Regions from separate parts of the Mus musculus genome. Here regions 1, 2, 3, 4, 6 and 7 are each linked to region 5. The links are chromatin contacts, called in public HiCAR-type, HiChIP or PLAC-seq and promoter capture Hi-C maps. All regions are on one chromosome and are shown on one strand. Each heading gives the region's core, a stretch centred on a gene start, on an enhancer-like site or on the middle of the called end of the contact. The rest is flanking DNA. Distances are from core to core; before and after follow the strand shown. Region 1 holds the start of Tex261 (testis expressed gene 261). Region 2 holds the start of Zfp638 (zinc finger protein 638). Region 3 holds the start of C87436 (expressed sequence C87436). Region 4 holds the start of Nagk (N-acetylglucosamine kinase). Region 5 holds the start of Spr (sepiapterin reductase). Region 6 holds the start of Paip2b (poly(A) binding protein interacting protein 2B). Region 7 holds the start of Vax2os (ventral anterior homeobox 2, opposite strand).

What was found. Promoter capture Hi-C pulls out the DNA fragments that hold promoters and counts their contacts. HiCAR-type assays count read pairs that join an accessible place to other places. HiChIP or PLAC-seq counts read pairs in DNA pulled down with a chosen protein or histone mark. Capture Hi-C pulls out chosen DNA fragments and counts their contacts.
Region 1: a contact with region 5 is called in a HiCAR-type map of astrocytes, with 6 times the contacts expected there. The contact joins the promoter of Tex261 here to the promoter of Spr in region 5. A contact is called at or near these places in 1 of 39 promoter capture datasets (embryonic stem cells), 2 of 115 datasets of contacts at active chromatin or transcription factors (astrocytes and pancreatic cancer cells) and 1 of 9 other capture datasets (liver).
Region 2: a contact with region 5 is called in a HiCAR-type map of astrocytes, with 6 times the contacts expected there. The contact joins the promoter of Zfp638 here to the promoter of Spr in region 5. A contact is called at or near these places in 7 of 39 promoter capture datasets (the 3T3-L1 cell line, 3T3-L1-derived adipocytes, cranial neural crest and 3 more) and 3 of 115 datasets of contacts at active chromatin or transcription factors (astrocytes, pancreatic cancer cells and stem cell-derived neural progenitor cells).
Region 3: a contact with region 5 is called in an H3K27ac HiChIP or PLAC-seq map of microglia, with 5 times the contacts expected there. The contact joins the promoter of C87436 here to the promoter of Spr in region 5. A contact is called at or near these places in 1 of 39 promoter capture datasets (liver) and 1 of 115 datasets of contacts at active chromatin or transcription factors (microglia).
Region 4: a contact with region 5 is called in a promoter capture Hi-C map of adipose tissue, with 2.7 times the contacts expected there. The contact joins the promoter of Nagk here to the promoter of Spr in region 5. A contact is called at or near these places in 2 of 39 promoter capture datasets (hippocampal neurons and liver), 1 of 115 datasets of contacts at active chromatin or transcription factors (astrocytes) and 1 of 9 other capture datasets (adipose tissue).
Region 6: a contact with region 5 is called in a promoter capture Hi-C map of liver, with 3 times the contacts expected there. The contact joins the promoter of Paip2b here to the promoter of Spr in region 5. A contact is called at or near these places in 3 of 39 promoter capture datasets (embryonic stem cells, hippocampal neurons and liver) and 1 of 115 datasets of contacts at active chromatin or transcription factors (astrocytes).
Region 7: a promoter capture Hi-C map of embryonic stem cells shows a contact between it and region 5, with 2.3 times the contacts expected there. The contact joins the promoter of Vax2os here to the promoter of Spr in region 5. A contact is called at or near these places in 2 of 39 promoter capture datasets (embryonic stem cells and liver) and 1 of 115 datasets of contacts at active chromatin or transcription factors (astrocytes).

Annotation. Positions count from the first base shown.
Region 1 is chr6:83,773,810-83,777,160 of GRCm38.p6, forward strand. Tex261 (testis expressed gene 261) reads right to left here and starts at 2,003. Exons shown (of 6, transcript NM_009357.2): 1 at 1,845-2,003; 2 at 1,209-1,288; 3 at 1-54. The coding sequence starts at 1,914. Gm52907 (predicted gene, 52907) reads left to right here and starts at 2,126. Exons shown (of 2, transcript NR_168047.1): 1 at 2,126-2,417.
Region 2 is chr6:83,912,786-83,916,176 of GRCm38.p6, forward strand. It overlaps Zfp638 (zinc finger protein 638), which reads left to right and starts at 1,568. Exons shown (of 27, transcript NM_001355286.1): 1 at 1,568-1,694.
Region 3 is chr6:86,436,669-86,439,985 of GRCm38.p6, forward strand. C87436 (expressed sequence C87436) reads left to right here and starts at 2,006. Exons shown (of 10, transcript NM_001364557.1): 1 at 2,006-2,179.
Region 4 is chr6:83,793,633-83,796,820 of GRCm38.p6, forward strand. It overlaps Nagk (N-acetylglucosamine kinase), which reads left to right and starts at 1,425. Exons shown (of 10, transcript NM_019542.2): 1 at 1,425-1,650. The coding sequence starts at 1,622. It also overlaps the pseudogene LOC665004.
Region 5 is chr6:85,136,370-85,139,411 of GRCm38.p6, forward strand. Spr (sepiapterin reductase) reads right to left here and starts at 1,395. Exons shown (of 3, transcript NM_011467.2): 1 at 1,070-1,395; 2 at 454-744. The coding sequence starts at 1,376. Gm10444 (a long non-coding RNA gene) reads left to right here and starts at 1,565. Exons shown (of 3, transcript XR_001785286.2): 1 at 1,565-2,058.
Region 6 is chr6:83,829,911-83,833,142 of GRCm38.p6, forward strand. Paip2b (poly(A) binding protein interacting protein 2B) reads right to left here and starts at 1,831. Exons shown (of 5, transcript NM_146169.2): 1 at 1,725-1,831; 2 at 1,361-1,418. The coding sequence starts at 1,389.
Region 7 is chr6:83,710,296-83,713,614 of GRCm38.p6, forward strand. Vax2os (ventral anterior homeobox 2, opposite strand) reads right to left here and starts at 1,906. Exons shown (of 6, transcript NR_002871.2): 1 at 1,808-1,906; 2 at 439-530. Vax2 (ventral anterior homeobox 2) reads left to right here and starts at 944. Exons shown (of 3, transcript NM_011912.4): 1 at 944-1,248. The coding sequence starts at 1,002. It overlaps Gm32943 (a long non-coding RNA gene), which reads right to left. Exons shown (of 4, transcript XR_003956456.1): 3 at 2,765-2,953; 4 at 2,503-2,629.

The sequences.
Region 1 (3,351 bases), core at 753-3,252, 1.4 Mb before region 5:
GCTGGTGGGGAAACGCTCAAAGACGTAGAGGCCGATCAGCACTGCTGTGGAGAACTAAAACAGGCAGAGGCGCTGGCTCAGGGGACCTTTAGGCCTCCGGGACAGTCAGTCCCTGCCTGCTCTGCACAGCGCTGTTACAAATGCACTTTGGTTTTCTCGGTTCACAGAAACCACACTCAGCTTTCAAAAAGGTGGTCTCTCTGAAGGCCACTTCTAAAACATTTTAGACAGTGATCCAAAGTAAGAAAAAAAAAACATTTTATACAGCACTCCACCAAACACATACCCAACGTGTGACAGAGCGCACACTCACTTTGCCTGCTCTCGTTTTTACTGTTAGCACTGTTTTTGGAGCTGGAGCTGAGGATCTAACCGAAGGCCGCATGCATGCCTGTACCCCCATGTCCCATTTCATAGCTTCCTTGAATGCTAAGCATGATCTACTGAATCAATTACGTAACTCAGTGATGAATCCAGCAGGCAGTCTGAGAAAGGCTTCGGTTGTCGGTGATGAAAGGTCTAATTGCTATCCCAACCACACCCACAGACTGAGCCAATGAGCTGGCTGTAGCCCTGTCTTTACCACAAACTACAACCCCAGGCTACGTTGAGAGTGAAAGTAGCTGCAGACTTTAGGCGACTGAAAGGTGAACTTTTCTGTCCAAAGGTATCCTCCCCCCCCCCCCCCCCCGCACCTCAGTCTTCCTCACAGCCTCTCTAACAGGGACAGGGACCAAGTCTTCAGGAAAAGAAACCTCCATGAGGGAAGAGAAAGGGCTGGACATTCTCCCTTAGGACAAATGACACTGAGTGGAGAGAGGGCAATAGCTAACTAAGCGTTACAAACTGTCCTTATTGTCCCTATAAGTTCTAAGCCTGGGCTGGGATTGGGGACCTGGTGTTAGAGACCGTGGACACTGTGAGACAGACACAGGAAAGCGAAGCCATGAATACCTATCAATGAAATATCTGCACTGTCACCTTAAGGAATGGCAGTAGGTTGTGAAACTATGCCACCTGAGGCTGGAGGGCCAGGGGTGATCTGGACCCAGGAGTGCAGACTGCAGGGCAGGGAAGCAAGTGGGACACCCTCAGATCCTGGGTTCTCAGCACCAAAACAGCCCCAGCTCAAACAGTCCCCACTTCCTGTTTCTGATGTAGGGCAAACAAGCCCTGGGTGACTACTCCAGGGAAAAGCGGCCACTTACCCAGATCATGTATTTGATGATTCGGCTGGTGGCCACCGTGTACTCTTCTATCAGCTCTGCAAGGTAGTACAGTCCAGCCGCTGGGTAGGAGAAGGGGGTCCCAGAGGGAGGGGGACAAACAGGAAGAGATCAGCCAGGGACACTCCCACCAGCCTGCTCATCCTGTAGTCCCCCACCAACCCTCCTCAGACTCCAGGAAGTCGGGAACAAGCCAAAGCACCCCTGGGATGTCCTTCTCATCTGCACAAGTAGATAGAACTTTGCCAAGACAACTGTAGAAATATTGGATTTGACCGCACAGCATAAAGTTAACCTCTGTTCCGGGAACCTTAAACTTCACTCGTCAATCAACACCTGCAGAACACTTAGTTTACAGGCCGGGTGCTGTACACTAGCACACAGCCGGGTGAGACAGACAGGGGCCTTCCCCCTGTCCCAGCTGGAGGGGACAGGCTGAGTAGGGAGCTCAGGGCTCCAAGAGCAAGGATGCGTCTCGGGAACCAAGCATCCCCACCGGAAGGTTCCGCAGAGGTCCAGTAGGACCAGCTCGGGGTCGTCAGCGCCCAGCTGCAAAGAGCAGCAGCGGTTGGCGGCTCGGGGCATCGGGGCGCGCGCGGCCCGGGTCAGCGCTCTCACCGACGGCCAGAGTGATGAATGCCACCTGGATGAACAGCGACAGCCAGCTCAGCACGTACATGAACCACATGGCGCCCCCCGGGCCGCCGGGACGGGCCTGCGCGGTCCGGCTCCCGCGACACTGAGCGGCCGCCGCCGTGCTGTCCCCGCCCAGAGGACGCCGAGAGGAGCAGGGCGGAGCGCCGCGGCCCCTGCGCCCCCGCCAAGCCCGCGAGCGCCGCTAACCGGCTCGGAGGATCGAAATCGCGCTGCACCCGGTACGGAGCGCCTACACAGAGCCCAGATTGATTGGAACCAATCCTGGCTCAAGCCTGCTCCGCACAGCCTTGGATCCTAATTTTCTGGGAGAGGAAGATTCCCTTCTCTCAGGTCACACACTAGGAAGCCGCATAATCTGGAATCCCAGGTGCCTTTAAATGGTCACCTTCAGCCTTAACTCTCCCTCTAGGCTGAGGTCTTTTGCAATGCAGGTCTTCACTTTTGCGTGGGGACTAAAGCAACAGCTAAGCACTGACTGTACTTGCGACACCGCAGGTAATCATCTGAGAGAGCACCACCTAGTGGCTGACACAGGTAAGCTCAGAGTGCCAACAAGCCTCTTATCTCAAACAAACTTTTTGTTTGTTATTTTCAGAAAGGGAGGGTCTCATAGCTCAGGCTGGCCTTTGAACTGTCAACTCTCCCATCTCCAGCTCTCAATTGGTAGGGTTTCAGATGTGTGGAGTCTCCGTACTAGGGCAAAATATAACTTTGGTTTTGGTTTTGTCTGTTTTGATTAAGGGTCTCTATGTAGTCCTGCAACCTGCTATGTAAATCAGGCTAACCTTGAACTCACAGAGACCAGCCTGCCTCTGCTTTATCCCAAATCCTGGGATTAAAGGTGTAGAAACATCATGCAAAGATCTTTTCTTTTTTTGAAACAGCCTTATGTGCCTCCAGGCTGGCCTTGGTGACACTAAGTAGTTTTGAGTGCTGGAATGGTAGATATTATATGTTAAGGACTAGGTACAATATTAAGGCCTAGGTAACTGTCACCTGGCCAGCCTGCCATTATAAGGAAACTTGCTCATGTTTCTACTGTTACTAGGAAACTTTCTAATGCCAGGATTGGTTATGTATTCTGTTTTGTTCTGTGCCCTGGGAAACCAATCTAAATAGAAATGCTTTGCATGGTTACTCACAGCAAGTTTGGGTCTGAAGTGACCATCCAACAATACTTTCTGCACCTGACTATAAGCTTTTATGGGATTTGCTGTTATAAGCTGCCCCTGGGATGAACCCCAACATAAGAGATATAAGAAACTATTTAAAATAAGACCCCCCCTCCATTTTGAGTAGGGGTCAAGTAAAGTTTAAGTTCCCAAGACTTCCCTGGGAACTGACTTCCTAATTGGCAGAGAGAGACAGGTATGTGGGCAGCTGACATCCTGGTTAACAAGTTAAGATATGAATTTTAGTCAAAACAAGTCCCATCCTGGTAGACAAGTTAAGACATGAATTTTAGACA
Region 2 (3,391 bases), core at 318-2,817, 1.2 Mb before region 5:
CATTATACCTGCACCACCAAGAAGTGGACAGCTGCAGCATTACAACTCCTTTCTGGATTGTAGTTCATTCCAGAGTCCATATAGACCCATTAAACGTTGTGCTTCTTTCTGGATGGTGGGAGGATCCAGGTACAGTAACTTACCTTTCACCTTGGAAGGAATATCTCTGCTTGCTCCACACCACTGGACTCCTAAAAATTTCACCGAGGAGGATGGTTCTTTAATTTTTATTTTTTTTAATTTGTAATTTCTTGTTTTTTTGTTTGTTTGTTTGTTTTTTTTGTTTTGTTTTTTTTTGTTTTTTGTTTTTTTTTTCAAGACAGGGTTTCTCTGTGTAGCCCTGGCTGTCCTGGAACTCACTCTAGACCAGGCTGGCCTCGAACTCAGAAATCCACCTGCCTCTGCCTCCCAGGTGCTGGGATTAAAGGCAGTTCACCACTGTCCTGCAGTCCTTTAATTTTTTTGAACTAGCTTATATTGGCATAACTGAGTCAATTTAAAAAGATAGAACATTGAAGAAAACAGTTAAAAAAATTTTAGCCCAATCTTTTTCATGGGTAAAATCAATCAGGATTATAGATGTTCACCACTCAGGTAGTTTATTTTTTGAATTCTGAAATGATATAAAAATTTTTCAATATTAGTCTTTTGACTTAAACTTTTTTTTTAGAATTATTTATTTATTTTATGTATATGAGTACACTGTAGCTGTCTTCAGACACACCAGAAGCAGTCATCAGATCCCATTACAGATGGTTGTGAGCCACCATGTGGTTGCTGGAAATTGAACTCAGGACCTCTGGAAGAGCAGCTAGTGCTCTTAACAGCTGAGCCATCAATCAGTTCAGCCCTTAACTTTTATTCCTTTCTAATTTCCCATTTTATTATTCTATCTATTTTGTGTTGTTTGAGACAGGGATGTGTAGCTTTGGTTGTCCTGGAACATCTTCTGTAGACCAGGCTGGCTTCTTTCCCAGATTTCTGCCTGCATCTTGCCTGTCAAGTGCTGAGATTAAAGGCCTGTACCAACACTGCACGGTGTAATTTCCCATTTAAGAGGTGGGAGATAAGGGCTGGAGAGATGGCTCAGTGGTTAGGAGCACTGACTGCTATTCTGAAGCTCACGAGTTCAAATCCCAGCAACTACATGGTGACTCACAACCATTCCTAATCTGGGGTGCCTGAAGACAGCTACAACGTACTTGGGTGTGGAGGCACACACTTATAATTCCAACAGTTGGAAGGCAGAAGCAGGTGGGATCTATGTGAGTTCAAAGTTCCAGACCTTTTCTTTAAAAAGGGGGCGATGGGAGTGAGCAGTAAAAGCGAGAATATGTTAATAAGTGAATGTTACGTTGTGATACTGAGGGAATAGTAATCAGAGAAGGCTTCATGGAAGAGAAGAGGGATGGTTTGCAGGTTCTAAAATCTTGAGTGATGTTACCCAGACCGCTGCAGGTGTAGGACCAGCCATAGCTGGCGATCGCCCCCTTCTGGCAGAGGGCGGCCTTGTCCCCCGACAGCGTCTCTGGAGAACGCGGAGCCTGAGGCACGCAGGCGCAGTGAGCGGACGAGGGCTTTAGGCGAAGATGCGCATGCGTGTAGTCCCATGGAGGCGGTAGCTGCTTCATCGCGGTGACTGGAGGCCGAGTGCTAAACTGTGTGGGGCACGGATGGGATCCAGCTGTTAGTCGGTAGGCATAGGTAGGGCCGCTGCCTTGCGGGGAGCCGGGGACTGGAAGGCAGAGGTCCTTAGCGCAGGCCCCGAGCGGTCCCTGCCAGGTCGCGGTCGACTATTGTATGTGTCGCAGCCGCTGCGTACAAGATGGCGGCGGCGGGGCGGGTGGAGCTGAGGGACCCCGGGTGGGCCTCGGCCGTGGCCTGTTTCCCCTCGCCACTCGCCGACCGCGCCGTCGCGCCGCAGTGCCCGTGGGCGCAGCCGCCGGATGCTGCTGCTCTGAGGAGGAGCGGGCGGCGCCCTCGGGGAGTCCGGCTGCCCCTTCCCCAGCGCCGCGGGTCTGCCGCTCCCCAGGCCTGACAGCTAGCGGGAAGACCGCCGCGTGCCCGAGCGCCTTTCGGAGCCCCGCGGGCCGCGTGCGCCCTTAGTCGGGCTGGAAGAGCTTCCTTGCAGGGGGCTGGGAGCGGGGTGTGCGGGCTGTTGTGGGCCAAGCGCCCCAGTGAGCACCGAAGCCGAGATTGTCGGCCCTGGGATGTCGTCGAAAATGGCGGTGACACTTCCACATTCTTAGAGGAGTCGTGAACACTGATGTGGGGATACATGCTTGTGTTGGTGTGGTTCCTAGCTTGGGGAAGAGCGGAGAGGTCTGTACACCGACTCTCATCCCCGAGGATGTGCCAGACGTCCTTTGTTGTTTGAAGTAATTGCCTATGAGGGAGTCTCAGTATTACAAAATCTTTGAGCTTGACAGTGATTGTAGCCTCGAGCTATTTAATATTAAAATTACCCTTTGGCAGTTTGGGAATTCTGGAAGGCGCACTCAATGTGAAAAGTTCTGAAGAAAAGCTTCTTACCAGGATCCACCCGACCATGTGGAGTCAATCTTTCCTAACCAGTTTGGAAATTGTTCACTCTCACATAAAATTCTCCCTCTCTTCATTTTGTGTATGATGGGTTAACTTGTTTTTCAGGGGAGTTGTGTTTACTGCTTAATTTTAGAAATTTAAAATGACAGACTGGAAAAAGATTACAAGAAAAATTAATGTAAAGCTGTTAACACAGAAAAATAAAGTTGTTTATTACATTTTTTCAAAATGTTATTAATGATTATACACTTAAGATTTAGTGGGCTCAAGCTGCTTTACAAATTTTGACTTTTATATTTCCATATTCTGTAATGTGTACTTTCATATTTGTAGAATCCAAAATGTAATATACTAAAATATGCTAGACCATTCCCCGCCTTATCATTTGTGTAGGAACCAATGGGTAAAGATAAAACAGTTGAAAGAAATTACAAAAATCTCCTTCATTTGTTTTGATTAGCTGGTTTTCAAATGTGTTCATGACACATACATAACCTTGTACATTGAATACGTTGTAGTTTTCTGCATTTGTTATGGAATGTGCTTTTTACCATAAATTCTAGTTCTAAAAAAGGTTGTCTCAGTCATCATTTTCTGGGTGTTGTAAGAGTGTTTTAAGATCTCTGAGACTTTGGTTTTTATGTAATAAATAAAAATGAGGAGTCTAATGGGCAGAGAATAGGTTTTGGAACCAAAAGTTATGGATTCAAATCCTTTTTGCTCTTATTATGTGTGAGACTTTAGTTGTTTTAGTCTTTCTGAACTTTTGTTTTCTTTTTTTTTTTTTTTTTTTTTTTAAAGATTTTTTATTTATTATTATAGTAAGTACACTGTAGCTATCTTCAGA
Region 3 (3,317 bases), core at 756-3,255, 1.3 Mb after region 5:
GTTCCAGAGGATCAGATGTACTCTCTGTCCTCCACCAGCACCAGGTATGTACATGCAGGCATAATACCTATATGCAGTTTTGAAAATTGTTCAATTTTTAAGGGAAATGACAAAAGATTAAACTAATACAGGTTGGAACAAAGTAAACACTGGCTACTACTAGTAGGTTGACAGGAGTCAAAGAAGTCCAGTGTGCAGAAAGCAACTACTATGTGTAGTCAGAGCAGGGAGAGAAGGAAAAAGGGTAAGGAAAACAAACTTGAAATCACAGCTGAACTCCTGATCCTTAGAAGGAGCCAGGTCCTAGAGGAACAGGAATATGCAGGCCTGTGAGGAAACACTTGAGGAGGAGGTCCACTAACTAGCGGGCAGCTGGCGTTGCCTGATACCACTGGGACATACAATGCAATGAATGGCTTAACTTAATATCCTGTTTTTTGTTGTTGTTGTTTTTTGTTTTTATTCGAGACAGGGTTTCTCTGTATAGTCCTGGCTGTCCTGGAACTCACTTTGTAGACCAGGCTGGCCTTGAACTCAGAAATCCGCCTGCCTCTGCCTCCCAAGTGCTGTGATTAAAGGCGTGTGCCACCACGGCCCGGCTTTTTGTTTTGTTTTGTTTGTTTTTATCTGCTTTTTTTGTTTTGTTTTGTTTTTTGTTTTTTTTTAAATGTCAGTTGAAAATTGCAGCCTGGGAGAGCTTGGTGTGAGGACACCCAAGTTGGCTGGTTCTGAAGACAGGGAGGTGAGGATCACAAGGTCTTTCATGAACCACTGCACACTTAATGAGAAAGGAGAGAAACAGCATCCAGAAAGATGTTGTCTGCATGTCTCTCTATTGGAGGGCTTGACATTGAACTATAGAACAAAGGAGAAACACTTCCCAATGCCAGGCAAAGAAATGAGGGTTGATGCTCTCTGGTCACCACTTGAGGCAGTTGCTAGGAACTAACTAGCCATGTGATCCAGGTATAAATATGAATGCTTTTGAACTTAACAGCAAATAAAAATTGTGGCGAGAGGAAACATCTCTTTTTTTAGTTCCTTCAGTTTCTGAAACAATATTAGAAAAATCTGATCCCAGAAAAGGGCCACTGTAACGGAGAAAAGTAAAATTTGGCTAGAGCAAAGCAATTGTGCCTACAGCGCACCACCAGTAGGTGTCCAAGCTATGGGAACACACCGGCCTCACCTAAGGCACCATAGCTTTCCGAGTGTTTCTGAAGTGCGGTGGTGGCACATGTCTTTAATCCCAACACATTGGAGGGAAGAGGCCCGCGGATCTATGTTCGAGACCAGCCTGATCTACAGAAAGAGTTCCAGGAAACACAATATTGGTGCCGGGGATTTACGATTCTGAAGAACAAATATACATAAAGTCTATTTCGGCTCTTTCCAAGGGGGGAGTCGTTCAATAATGTGTAAGAGCGAAGCGAGAGAAAACCATACAAGCTCAGGCGAGCTCTGCTTCCGATTCCAGTAAAACTGTTTTCAGCACAGAATTGTTCAGGTTCGATGTACTAGGGACCACCGGGAAGCCCTTGCTGGTGTGTTCTGTACGTTTAGGTAAAGCCACAAAGTGTCAGCACCCTGAGCCTTCTCTGTAGTTTTCCAAAAGAGAGCACTCCCCTGAAATACTACAAATCCCATGGTGCCACTTCAGCGGAGGTGAGCGGGCCCTTGGCGCACGTGGGCTGATCTGACCAATAACGACCGTCGTTACAAGCAAACAGTTTGGACGTGTTTGTAAAAGTCCGTTTGTAAAAGGAGAAGAGACGCGGCGAGGGTCGTCACCAACGAGATTCCTAGAGTTGCGAGGCAGGTAAGGGGGCAAAGTGGGAGAGGCCAAGCACCGGCGGAGCACGGCTTAGGGTGGGAACAGAGGCGGAAAAAGTGTTCGGGGAACTGCGTGTCGGACTGCTGACATTTTTGCTGGGCCCTCAGTTTGACGCCGCCGGAAGTGGGCGTTTTGCGCAGGATGCCGGGAAGCGGGTCGCATGGGAAGTGCGTTTTCCAGCCGGCCGTTCCCGGAAGCTGAGCTTAGGCGCGCTCCCCTAAACAACACCGAGGAATTGTGGCCCGGACTCTGTTATTTGACAGTGACCGGGCTGATTCTACAATCAGTAAAGGTCTGCGAGCTGTGACGTCTCGATCCAACCAGACAGTTTTATTCCTAAAATGGGTAAATAGCGCCTCCACAGGATCCCTTGTGTGAATGCATGCACTCGAATACTTCTTTCTTACTTGGGGCGGTGTTCACGTGCCCAAAACAGCGTCCCCACACCGACCAGCTCAGCGGCCGCATGGGACAGGGGGCAGCCTACCGCGCCTCGGGTTCCCTCAGCCAGCGCCAGGCGCTGCTCACCCTCTTGCTGAGAAGAGACAATCATCGGGAGACCCTTCAGGTTTCCAGCGGAGCTCCTTCACAAGTCGCGTTCCTTGTGTATCCTTTTTTAAGACAGAGTCTGCAAGCCGGGCGTGGTGGCGCAGCCTGTCATCCCAGCACTCGGGAGGCGAAGGCAAGAAGATCTCAAATTCCAGGACAGCTAGGCTACATAACAGACCTTGTCTCAAAAAGAAAAGAACAAACTGGGTATGGTGACGAGCTCCTTTAATACCAGAACTCTACAGGCAGAGACTGGCGAGTCTCTGAGTTCGAGGCTTCCCCGGTCCATCCCAGGACAGCCAGAGCGATACAAAGAAATCCTGCCCCCTACCTCCCGCCCCACCACACCCCAAAAAAGGAAAATAAGAAAAAAACTCTGTAATAATTCGTAGTGATACATGTTTTCAAATTCGAATAGTAAAAAAAATGAGATTAAACCTCCATTTCTCGGGTCTCAAATTACTGCTGAGGAAATAGACAACTATGCTGTGTCCTTAAAGTCTTTTCTAAAAAAAGATTTTTGTGTATGCATGTGTGTATATCCAGTGTGTCAAAGGAGTTGGACTTCCCAGAATTAAGAGTTTTAGGCAGATGAGCCCTGATGTTACTGCTTGGAACCAAACTTGGGCCCTCTAAAAGAGCAATACACACTTTTAACCACTAGCCATCTCTGCAGCCCCATTTTCCCCTTTCCTTTCCTTTCAAAACCAAGCATAGCATACACAAAGCACTAAGCTTTGTTACTGGTATACAGATCTCAACTGTTTTTAATGGCTTTACAGTCGCATCTTACTCAGCACACTGTACTTAGTTCTTTAATGGAAGTCCTTTTCCTATTCTGCAGGTACAAAATCTCATAGAGGGATATCTGTGATTTGGATGCCAGCCTGGTCCACATATTGAGTACAGCCAGGTGTACATAGTAAGACCCTAT
Region 4 (3,188 bases), core at 175-2,674, 1.3 Mb before region 5:
TCTGTATTCCTTTCTAAACAAGTAATGCAAAGCCAGGAGGGCAGTGTGGTCCTTTCATCCGAGCATTTAGGGGGTGGAGACAGAAAGACTGGGATTCAAGGACAGCCTCAGACACCTCAGGAGTGTAGGGCCAGTCCTGGTGACTTGCAATCTCATTACAAAAAGATTCAAACAACAGAACAAAAGCACATCAGCGCTGTCACAAATGGATCCCAAGACTCATTACACCAGTGCTAAAGGGAACTTTTCCATCAGAATTCACCCACAACATCACACTCTTGCCAAAACTTCCATTCAATCAGAATCCTATGGAATTATCTTTGATTCTAAAGATGTTGTTGGAGGAAGCATTTTCCAGCTCTGAAGTACTGTGAATGGTAATGTCTCACTTCCCTCTAGTTTCTCTATCAGGCAATAATGTTATTTCTATTCTTGAATTATTTGGTGCTTTACTGAGTCACATAGGTAAGAAAGGAGGTAAAGAATTCATTCACTCTGGAACCTTAGAAAGCAAGCCTACACCAAAACATCCTAGCACTTGGGAGGTGGGGCAGGAGAATCAGGAGTTTAAGGTCATCCTCAGCCAGAGTCTGAGGTGAGTTTGGGATATATGAGGCTCTGTGTGCCCACCTTCCCAACTGTTTACATCAAAACACAACCGGACCCAATTATCTGACAGGGAAAGAGGATCCCAGTTCAAGATTTCTCCACAGGAGGCAGGCTCAGAGGTCCGAGGTTGGACAGAGACATGCTAGCCCCAAGGAGACTCCATCTGAAGTCTCAAAGAAATGTCAAGAGCAGCAGACAGTCCTCCTGGCTATTGAAGCTGCCTCTTAAGTAGGGCTGGAACAACCTGGAGCCTGAGGAAACACGCAGGAGTCACTCTTCTACAGGACCTAACGGTATCTTCCTCTCTTCCTCCAGTTCCACTGCACAGTTTAGAGTTGAGCAGGTGGTGGCCAGAAGGTGAAATATGGTCTGTGAGTGCCAGTTTTTAGCATGCTGAGCCAGCATTGCATTCCATGCCAGTCTGGGTTATACAGACGAGATACAGTCCAGAAAGAACAGAGTTGGACTCAGATCACTTGTAGAGCGCTAGCCTGACACACATGAAACCCTGGGCTCTATCCTCACCGCCGCACAAACCTCAGCTGACAGCAGCCTGGGGCCTCACTGAGACCTGCTCAGCGTACTCAGCACAAGGTAGAGTGTGCGCTCATGAGCCAGGGTGGGGTGGTCTGGACGTTGGCTCCCGCCCTGGTCCTCAGACACATCCGCCAGACTCTGAGCTTGCCTCCAAAAGCGTCTGCGCGTGCGCACCCCACAGTTAGCGCGCGTCTGCCAGCTACTTCCGGCTGGCCCTTGGCAGCCCTCACACACCCTCCCAGGAGCCTCAGCTGGGGTGCCGCCTCCTCGCGAAGCAGTCACTTGAACGGCGGGCTAGAAAAAACCGGAGGGGAAAGCTGCGGGAGGCGACAGCAGGGGCGAGAGAGGACGTAGCATCCACACCCTACGCAAGCGCGTCGTAGTCACATGACAAGGGGCGGTGCCCGTGTGGGCGGGAGCGAAGTCACGGCTAGGGTCGAGGTTGCTACGGCGGACCAGCGGTGGCAACGGTAGTATGGCCGCGCTTTATGGTGGCGTGGAAGGGTGAGCGCTGGATCGGCCGAAGGCTGTCCGTCCGGGAGCGGCGGGTCAGGGGGCGGCGGCCCACACCATGCCCGGTGCCTTTGTGCTCCACGGTGCGACCACGCCCCTCCCGGCCATCACCTTTCTGCCACAGGGCTCTTGTGTCAACCTGGAGAGTTGTGCAGAGCTGGGGGGTCAGGTGGGAAGTTGCCGGTCGCGGGTGGACGTGGGAAAGAGGCAGAAGCTGAGACTGAGATTCATGCACAAGGGAACCCGGGAGTTAAGCAGCTGTCACCAGAGCACTGTCTTATCTTGGTGCTCCGGACCCTCCACTGCTGTCGGCCCCGAACGCCCTTGGTTCCTATATTCTCCTGCTTAGAAGCTGGTCTGCTTGACTTTGGGAAGTAGCTCTACTAAGCATGGCTTTGGGTGAGACGTAAGGCAAGGACAAGAGTGAGCAAGATGGTGGTTTATCCGGTCCCCTGCGCGTGACAAGCATTTTGTGGAACTGGGTGTGTCAAATCAGGACCTGATAGGAAGATTTGGTATCCTAGCTGCTTGCTGCTGATTTACCCGGAAGTCTCTTCCCGTGAATTGCGAAAGCGGATGACCCCTGGCTTTATTTATGATACCTTACAAGGAAAAACCCTCAGCACAGCGTAGGAGTTTGCACTTAGCCTTGTTATATTCATATGGAAGGTAGAACTTATTTTTCCCAGTTTGTCAAGAAATTAATTTGGATTTTTAATCTACTGTCTCATGCATTAATATCCCTTCGGATGTACTCTTGATGTACTACTCTTTGAGTTGGATCGAGTCTTTATTGTCTATTACAAGAAGTATTGGTCAGAGCCGGGCGGTGGTGGCGCACGCCTTTAATCCCAGCACTTGGGAGGCAGAGGCAGGCAGATTTCTGAGTTCGAGGACAGCCTGGTCTACACAGTGAGTTCCAGGACAGCCAGGGCTACACAGAAAAACCCTGTCTTGAAAAACAAAAAAACAAAACAAAACAAAACAACAACAACAAAAAGTATTGGTCAGTAGGACATCCTCCTACACGTATCACCCTTCTTCTAAAGTACCACTTACCCCAGGGATTTAACTCAGGAGGGCTTAGTTGCTGAAGGCAGTATGAGTTTCTCCCTGACTGGTGATAGTTTCTCACAGGTGTCTTGAAGACCCTGGTGTCAGAAGATAGGTCCTCAAAGTAACCCTTAGCTGTTGTGAGAGGTCTGCTTATTCCGTCCGACGTATTTACCATAAGTCGTTTGGGCCATGCTCACGATAGGTTAGGAGGATAGGTCATCACTCTGGAGCCAGTGGAGCTCATGAGAAGCTAAACAATGGAATACACTCTTGATTCAGAGCGGTCTTTGCTAGCTAGAGCTTATTAATGTAAGGAGAAGCCCTGCATGAGACAGACTGTGAGTGGGACCTTGCAGAGGAAGTAGGACCTACCAGGCAAAAGGAGCAAAGCCTCCTTTTTCTTTCCAGAGTGTAGCAGGCACTAAACAGGTAGCTTTTGGAGTAGAGGTTGGGTTTGCTGAAGCTGTCTTTGC
Region 5 (3,042 bases), core at 145-2,644:
GTCTTAATGCATTTTATGTGTCTGGATGTTTATCCCACCTGCTAATCGGACAAGTCCTGAGGCTGAGTACCTCGGCCCCTGACTGCTCCAACGTCTTGGGAGTCTGTATTTTTCTTACGAAGTGAGGAGTCATTACCAGAGGTAGTAGGGGCCCGATAGTCTTTGGATTCTTTGTGTGTGTGTGTGTGTCACATTTTTTAAATTTATTTTTTATTAGATATTTTCTTTATACACATTTCAAATGCTATCCCGAAAGTTCCCTATACCCTCCCTCCGCCCTGCTCCCCTACCCACCCACTCCTGCTTCTTGGCCCTGGCATTCCCCTATACTGGGGCATATAAGGTGTCTTTGGATTCTTTATGGAGAATATAGATCAGGTTCCCCTCCTTGCCTAGCCCCCAGAAAGGTACCAGCTAAGTCTAGGGACAGCACTGTCAGGAGCACCCACCTACCTGGAGCATAGCTCAGCACCCGCACACTCGGTTCCTCAGCAGCCAGGACCTGGTAGAGCATGTCTCGGGCAGCCTTCCCCGCACAGTACAGACCCCAGCCTTTGTAGGGCTGCAGGGCACACAGAGATGAGATGTTAACCACAGTCTTGCTCAGGCCAGGGCTATCCTGGAAGGCATTCAAGGTGCCGGAAGTCAAACAGAGCATGGAGGTCAGGTTCAGAGCCCAGTAGTTGTTCACCTCAGCTAGGTCATTCACGTTGAGGAAGCCTTTGGAAACATCCCCAAGAGTGGCTGAAAAAAAAAAAAAACGGGACCAAAGAAATGACACAACTGGGGCACTCTTCTCCCTCAGCCTTCCACAGTTCCTCCTCATAGGCTATCTCTCTGCCCCAGCTCTGCAGACACCCCTAATGCAAGCAAAGAATACTGTAGTAAAGCAGAGTGATTTGTTCAAAAAGTCTTGACTCACACATCCGCCAGGAGGCACTGTCGCCCCGTAGTGACACTGATACACCCTCCCTCCTCTTGGACTTTGGACTTTTAGGGACTTGCCCTTCACCTACCCAAAAGCCTATGAGGTAAGAGCTCGCAGCCGGGGTCTGGACGGGACTCTCACCTGCGTTGTTGATGAGCAGCAGGCGCTGCAGCCCCTCGGGCCTCGGGAGCTCGCGTACTGCGCTCAGCAACCGCTGCACGCCAGCCTCGGTGCCCAGATCGGCGGCTGCCAGCACCACTTTCAGGTCAGGCTGCTGAGCGCCCAGCTCCTCCTTCAGTTGCCGCAGCATCGACTCACTGCGTGCGCTTACGAGCATCACGGAACCGGGAGACAGCAACCGGGCCAGCTGCGGGGCCAGGGCGCGACCAAAGCCCCGGGAGGCCCCGGTCAACACGCACACAGCGCAGCCCAGCCCGCCTGCCTCCATGCCTGGAACTCAGACTCATGCGCAGCTACTGAACCAGGACGGGGCGGAGCCTATTCTTGGCTTGGGACGGCGGAAGTTCGGGCCAGAATCCACTGGTGTTTGGGCGGGGGAAAAAAAAGCCAGGCAGCCGGGCCTCGGCAGGAAATCCTAATCCCCTTCCCAGCGCTTCCGGGTTCCCCTTGAGCGCCACTCCCACAAACTCAGCCCCTTTCTGAGAGGCGCGTTCTCAATTTCCACCCTGTTCCAGGATCAGCTTCCTCCTCCAGGGTTAAGGTTTGTCTTTATCCATACAGGACATACCAGTTAGAGACCAGTGACAGCCTTGGATGAAGTGTGTAGAGCTTGTGGTCCCTTTGCACTCTGATTAACAGAAGCCTTCTCTGGAAAAGCACAGCAGCTTCCCCAGGAGGTGCTAGGCAGACAGAACCAGAAAATGAAGAGCACACACAGGGGAAGAGAAAGGCTGAGAATCACAACAATCTCACGAACAAGACTCATCACCGTCAGTGAAAACGCTTGGTTCCTTGGGACCTGTGTACTTATCCTTCAACCTGCGTCATGCACTCTAGAAACAACTTCATAATCTCAAATGGGAAAGAAAAATATCCCAGCTCTCTGGAGATGTCTGAGGAGGACAGCAGAGAAAGACATAGAGATTGCTTTGATCCATTTTTAGTCTGAGGTGAGCTAGAGTCCATCGGAATTACAGGCAGGCAGGCCAGCGGCTAGCTCCTCTTTGTTTCAGAAAGTTCAAGTGGTAGGACTAGTCACTTAGCCTGGTCAGATTGGGAAACCAGCAATCAGTAGGGGCCATTCTCAAGTTCCAATTTTTTTTTTTTAAATTGAATGAGGCTTTTGTCCTAGGCCAACGAAATAGGGGACCTAGAGCGATGCAAATCCTGTAGGCCTATATGAGAAGAGAGCCGGAATGTCTCTCTATAGGTTTTTAAAAAACACTGTCTTGTGCCAAATCAACACGTCATTAATGCCTTTTCTCTATGCCAAAGTTCCCTTTCAGCAGAACTGTATATTTAAAACTACTTACTTACCACTAATCTATTGGATTTGTTATCTTATTTCCAAAGTAGTTGAAGGATCTTCAACAGACATAGTGAGTTCAAGGCCATCATGCTGAGTTTGAACCCCAGAACCGACATTAAAAACACTAAGTGTGACCAGGCAATGGTGGTGCTCCTAGCACACAGGAGGTAGAGGCAGAGGCAGGAGGATTTCTGTAAGTTTGCATCAGCCTGGTTTACAAAGCCAGTTCTAGGACAGACAGCCAGGGCTACACAATGAAACCCTTTCTGAGCCACGTGGCTGCAATGAAACCTTTAATCCCAGCAGTCTGGATACAGCAGTAGGAGACTCCGAGCTTGAGGCCAGTCTGGTCTACAGAGTGAGTTCCAGGCCAGGCAGGGCTACACAATGAGAAACGCTGTCTCAAAAACAAAAAACAAAATTAAAAAACAAAAAACAAAAGCAAAACTTTTTGAAAGATGGACAGGCATAAAGAACTATACACATTGTCCTCTGGCCTCCACCTCCAACTCATCCACTGACAAAGGAATAAGCACACACAGACATACAGACAAAGCCAGGAAAAGAAGAATTTTTTTAAACCAAAGTAAGCATACAGGGTCCTGTTTACATCTCTCCTTTAAAA
Region 6 (3,232 bases), core at 581-3,080, 1.3 Mb before region 5:
TATAATCTACATAAGGCACGAAGGTTAAGGAAATGCAATTGAGGAAATCTAGGGGAACATGAGTTGAGGTTGGAACATGGAGGATAGGGCTTCTCTCCAGTCCCACATCCTGAACAGCAGAAGTCTCTGTGCATTTAATTCTTGGCTTATAGGTCTCTCCTCTACTAAACTTTAAGATCAAAGGAAGGAAGCACAAGCTACCATCTTCTAAATTTCCAAACAAGTGATCACTAAGCACAGATTTATCAAAGACATGGTAGGTACATTTGATTTTCAAATGCAGACTTACAACAGTTTACTATAGTGACCAACTCAGAGATCGTACTATAGTGACCAACTCAGAGATCGTATTTTACCCATGACTTAGACAACTGCTATAATTGACAAAAATCACAACAGTTTTAAGATTCCGCTCTTTCCAGTGTGAAAAATATGGCACAAACATAAGGCCTGCGAGGCAATGCTGTCACCTATGAGGAAAGACTGATTTTAATTTCCTCTAACAGACTTCTTTCTCTACTACGACAAAAATCTTACCACAGCAAAACACAAGGAACTATATACTGTTATGTGCTACAAATTGGATAAGAAAAATAGTAAAGTAAAGCTTACAAACTCCACAACAGTGAATCTGATGCTAAACTACGACTTAATTTTCCTTTTTGAAAACCAAGAAAAACAATTCCAGATATAAAGCCAAGAAAATGACAACATGAGAACAATGCAATTTTGGATATGGATAGATATCTTATTCTTTCTCCCTTTCTGCCTAAAGTACTAGACGTATTCCAATACTCAATGTCCTCTGGCTTCCAAAATAAAACCCCTATTGTCTAATACTCCTCAACTTCTAAAATCTCAGTTAAAACTATGAGTGATAAGCTAATTTATTCGCAGTAAACGTCTGGCATATTTTTATTTGGGTTTGAGACAGTGTGGAAGGCCATCTAGAAACATATGGTTAGAACCACCACAGGAAGCCAAACACTGCCATACTATGAGGTATAAACAAATAAATTCTCTGTAAAGATAATGCTGAAGGTCGCCTCTGGGCTGTTGTAATTCTCTCAGAGGCTGTGTGTGATAATCACATATATCCCGTATCTTACGGACGTCCGGGATGACCAGGCCCTTCCTCATAGTGTAAATTAGTGCTCTAAGCTGGGTCAGAATCCCGTTCCATCCCGTTCCACGTAACAGATTTCAAATTGGTTGCTGCTGGCAAGCCTTTCCACCTGCATTTTCAGCAGTTTTGAGCAAAAGCACTTTATGAGGACAATGATTCTAGAAGAAGAGTGGGATTAGATGGCATTGAAGGGGAGGCAGAGAGAGTTTAAGCAAGCCCATTGCAGTTCCGAACCTTGCGGAGCCTGTGTTCAGCGTCGTCATCTGCCTCTCGCCTTCACCCTTCCAGGTGCCTACAAAAAGCAAAGTGAGAGGTGTTAGTTTCCGGGGGAAATGAGGCTGAAATCCTGAGGTTGAGAGTGAACGTCTCAGAAGGCGAGAGAGAGGAGGGGCGCCAGGAGGCGGCAGGTCATACGTAGCAAGGATGGTGAAAAGGGATGAGGTGAGAGGAGCTGGCCCGCGAGCGCCAGAGCGTCGGACGGCCTGGGCCCGGGCCGCGCTGGGAAGGGGCTGTGCGCGCTCCCGGGCAGCCCGCGGGTAGAGGGGCTGTGCGCAGTCCCGGGTGGCCAGACGATCCCAGCCCCGACGCCTCAACCCACCTGGCCGCGCGGACAACGCCGCCCCGAGGTCCGCACCACAGCACAGCGCCGCCTCCTAAGAGCGCGAGCCTCGGCGCACAAACGCTCGAGGTACCTCGGCCTCACACGCGCGTCTCGCCCCGCCCCCCAGCGCCATTCATTGGCTGCCGGACAACGCCCCGTCCATCTATTGGACAGCAGAGAATGCCGCTCACTTACCTGGTTTTGATTGGTCTAAATGTGAAACAATGCCCGCCCAGCTCTTTCAGAAGTTCCAGTTTTTGATTGGTCTTAGCGTCTGTCCATTCGCTCCGCCCTCGATGGAGACTCCCAGCTCTGATTGGCTGAAGAAGCATTGGTCACGCCTAGATTTCCAGGCCAAGGATGAATCACCTCCATGTTGGGGAGGAGCCAGAGTGCAAGGACTCCGGGTTTGTTTACAAAGGCTTCTGCTCCCGCTTCATCCATTGGCTAAGCTGGAAGCCTGTGTCACTTGTCTAGATCACTTTAGAAAAGGGAGTAGGATTCAGGGATTTCCTCATCTGTCCATTAGTTAGAGATGAGTTTTGAGAGCGGGAATTTGCTTCTGTGTTAAGTCGTGAGGTTAAAAATTAGGACTATTTGGGAGATTGGAAGAACAGAAAGGGTTGCTTCCACGTTTTTAGAAACAAATTTGACATTTTCAGTCCCAGCAGGCTCAAGATTGAGGCAGGAAAATCACAAATTCCTCAGGGCCAGCTTGAGCTCATATTGCGACCAAGTCTCAGAAAAACAAGACACACACTCACATTCACACACACACACACACACACACACACTTGTTCTGTCCTTTGGGTTTAAGATACCTTGTATTAGTTAGTTTTATGTGTCAACTTGACACAAGCTGGAGTTATCACAGAGAAAGGAGCTTCACTTGAGGAAATGCCTCCATGAGATCCGGCTGTAAGTCATTTTGTCAATTAGTGATCAGGGTGGGAGGACCTGTTGTGGGTGCTGCCATACCTAGGCTAGTAGTCCTGGGTTCTGTAAGAAAGCAAGCTGAGCAAGCCAGGGAAAGCAATCCAGTAAGTAACATCCCTCCATGACCTCTGCACCAGCTCCTGCTTGCTGACCTGCTTGAGTTCCAGTCCTGATTTCCTTTGGTGATGAACAGCAATGTGGAAGTGTAAGCTGAATAAACCCTTTCCTCCCCAATTTGCTTCTTGGCCATGATGTTTGTGCAGGAATACAAACCCTAACTAAAACAATATCCAAATTTTAAGTTATGTCCATAAAAAGAAGATAGGATATTGATGGCTGGAGTGGTGGATCAACAGTTAAGAGCATTTGCTGCTATTGCAGAAGACAGGTTCAGTTTTCAGCACCTCATGGTGGCTTACAACCACCAGTAACTCTAGCTCCAGGGAATTAGATGCCCTCTTCTGGCCTCCAGAGTACTGAATCCATATACATACTTGAAGTTAAAACACTCGTGCACATAAATCTTTTTATTAAAGTGGAATTAAAAATAAAAAAACTTCTCATACATC
Region 7 (3,319 bases), core at 656-3,155, 1.4 Mb before region 5:
CTAAACAGAAGCGGGACTCTGCAGAACGTGTAGCCAAGAGGACACAGGCTCCTGTCCAGAGATCCGTCTGGAGCAGGCACTGAACAAGGGGCTGCTCCAGGACAGAAGCGCGAGAAAAAAAAAAAGCCCGTGCTCAGTCTCATTCTCTAGGTGTCAGTCCCAGGAGTGACAACCTCAGAGCTGCGGGAGAGCCCAGCGTTTGCTCTTGGCAGTACAACCTGGCGGTCTGCCGGTCCAGCTCCGCACCTCACCCTGGCTGGGGACAGCATCCGCCTCCCGGGCTTGTCTGGCGAAACTCGCGGGATCCCCACAATAAGTGGCTGTTCTGTGTGCCTGAGTGTGAGTGCCTTGGTTGGGGGACGCGTGCCCTGAACCCCAGACCTACACCCCACTCTCTACCGTCGCCCCCACCGCACCAAGTTCCGGAGCCCAGCAAACCTCCTCTTTTCTGCCGGGTCGAGTCAGGGTCGCCTCCTCGAGCTCTGAGTTTTCCATCAAGCGGAGCCAGACTGAAAGCTAGGTGCATTTCCCTGGAGATATAGGGAACAGAGGGAAGAGGGCGAGAGGGACCAATGGGTAGGGAGTAATAAAGTTTATGAGAGGGTGTGGGGCGGTCTTCTGTACCACGGGGCTGTCCAGTCTCCCATTGCCAGGCTCTAAACACCGCCCCACGCGAGGAGGCGCGAAGACACCATCCCCTCCCCCTTCTCCACATATCTCTTTTCCTCCTATCCCTCCTCCTTCTCCTCTTTCCCTCCCCTTGTCTCTCTTCCCCTCACTCCCTCCTCCTTTTTTCCTCCCCCTGAACGAACTCCCGTTGCGCTGCGCCTACTGGATCCACCCAGAGTCCTGGAACCCCAGCTCGCGCCCAATCGCCGACGGGGGCGGGGCCTGTAGGGGGCGGGGCAGATGGAGGAAGGGGTGGGGAGGGGCAGGGAGGGACCTGCTACCCTGAGCTAGGACTAGCGGCTGCTGTGGCCCAAGCAGCAGTGGCGGCGGGCATGGGCGATGGGGGCGCGGAGCGGGACCGCGGCCCCAAGCGCCGGGAGGAGCCTGGTGGCCGCAGCGGGCGTCACGGAGAGCACCGCGGAGCGGAAGATTTGCGTGCTGACACAGGTAGCGCGAGTCCGAGGGAGATTGCTGGGACCTCCGCCTCCAGCCCTGCGGGCTCCAGGGAGAGCGGAGGGGACAGCGACGGACAGCAGGCGCTCGGTGAGACAGACCACTGCCGCCGCATCCTGGTACGAGGTAAGGGGACAGCCGCAGCTCTGATTCCCTGGGCCACCAAGCTGCCTTTCCTGGGGCCTCCGACATCCCTACAACGTCCATCTCTCAGATCATACAGTGGTTCATTCATTTGGTAGTTCATCCTGTAAATACTCCGAGTGCCTATTGTGTGCGGGACACTGAGCTGAACGCGGGGGACAAAGCAGGGGGCTGGACCTTGTTTCGTCCTGCTGGACCGGTGCTCTCTCTCTCTCTCTCTCTCTCTCTCTCTCTCTCTCTCTTTCTCTCTCTCTAGGCCCATCCGGGCTGGTTGGTGTAGTAAGGACACGAATCAGTTGGAGAAGCCCGACACCGAGAGCCAGGGCCTCCGCGCCGGGGTCCCCGGAGCAAGGGCGGAGAAAGTCACGCGCGCGCTGTAGGGACAGGATTGGGAGGGACCCGAGTGGGCAGCTGCTGAGGAAGGCTGGGCCACGCAGGCAGTCGGATGCGTCCCCGCTTCAACCCAGCCTTATTTCCCAGCACCTAGCCTTGCGTGGGTTGAGGCTTAGAGATGGCTGGGTGGGCGGTAGGGTAGCCTGACCTGCCGCGGCTCCGCTGCTCCAGTTTTCCCACTCGCTTGGATACCGCCGGCTCCGGCGCTCCTCCGCCTGGCCTGGCCGCCTGGCCTGGCCGACGCTTTCTTCCTCGGCTCCACCCGCCCTCACCCGAAGTCGGAGCCCCTTCACCCATCCCCCTTCAACCCCCGCAGCAAACTTGCTTTCCCGGCACTCTCCTGCCATCGCTCATCCAGATCCAAACCTCCAATGCCAGTATCCTGGGTCTGGGCCTCTCCCAGGTAGACACTTGGAGAAAGAAGTCTCGGGTCCTGCGGTCAACTGGATCCTAGGCCTGAGGCCTGTTGTTTTTCCGCCATCCTGGGGTTTCGGACTCACTCACTTGGCTTCCCCCAGCTGCCTCCCACAGGCCTCAGGAGGCCTGTAGCCAACTTTCTTTTACGGAGGGAAACCTAGGTTTCTGTCACCCAAGTCAATATCTTAGAGCAGGTGGAGTACAACTTTCCTGACCCCCACCACCACTGTCACCATGTGAGTGGCCCTGGGGATCTGAGAGCCAGCTAGGGCAGGGCATGGAGGTACAGGAAGCTCTCTTAAATTAAGACGCTGCCAGGGACCCTGAATAAAGAAACACTCCTGGGAATAGGTGTGGTCATTGGAAGGCTGGGTGGCTACTGCCATTCTAGGGACCCGCTTGATGGTGTAAGACAGTTACACCACCAGGAATCCCCGCAGGTGTGAGGACTTGTAGGTTACCTGGGGTTAATATGAATTCCCTTTTGTCATCTGAGGGGTTCTAAGGACAAGGAGCGACCACCAGTTGAGTTTCGTTGAGGGAATCTGCAAGCCTTCCAGAAATGAAGACACAGCCTAAGCTCTTAGGCTAAGGACCTTGCCAGTGCTATGCATTAAGAATAGGCGTCTCCCCTGGTCAGGATGACTGAGTTATGCGCCCAAACACCATCTTCCTCCATTCTACCAACCTTTATGTAGATCAAATAAATCTTGCTCGTGGGCATCAGTGGGACTGTCTCTGGTGCAGACTTGCAGAGGTGGGAGTAAAATGTGGCCCTCTGTCCTCTGGGATAGAGCCATTTAAGTCAAGTAGAGACGCGCATGCCGGGTACCTCTTCAGGGGTATACTTTTATAATGTACCCACACAAGGTAATTCCTTTACATTTGTAAAATATAATGGAAATATTAAATACAAGTACAGTTATCCACTGGACTGAAATAAAAAGCAAATGCAGAAACGTAAATCCCTCTGCCCCTCCCCCATTTAATGACAAGGCTGTCATTACAGGCCTGAAATGCCGGGGACGTCATTTACTGCTAATCCCTCCTAGGCAGGGTCACCCGTGTCAGTCACTGCTCGAAGCCCCACCACAGCTGAGGGTAGAGGCTTCCATGAGAAAAGCCAACCCAACACTGGGGAAGGCAAGCCCCCATTGTCCAAAATTAAGAGCCCTCCTTAGTACATTTTACCCTTGTCCTCTGGTCCTCTGAGTACGTAGCCCCCTCAATTCTTCTAAGGTGC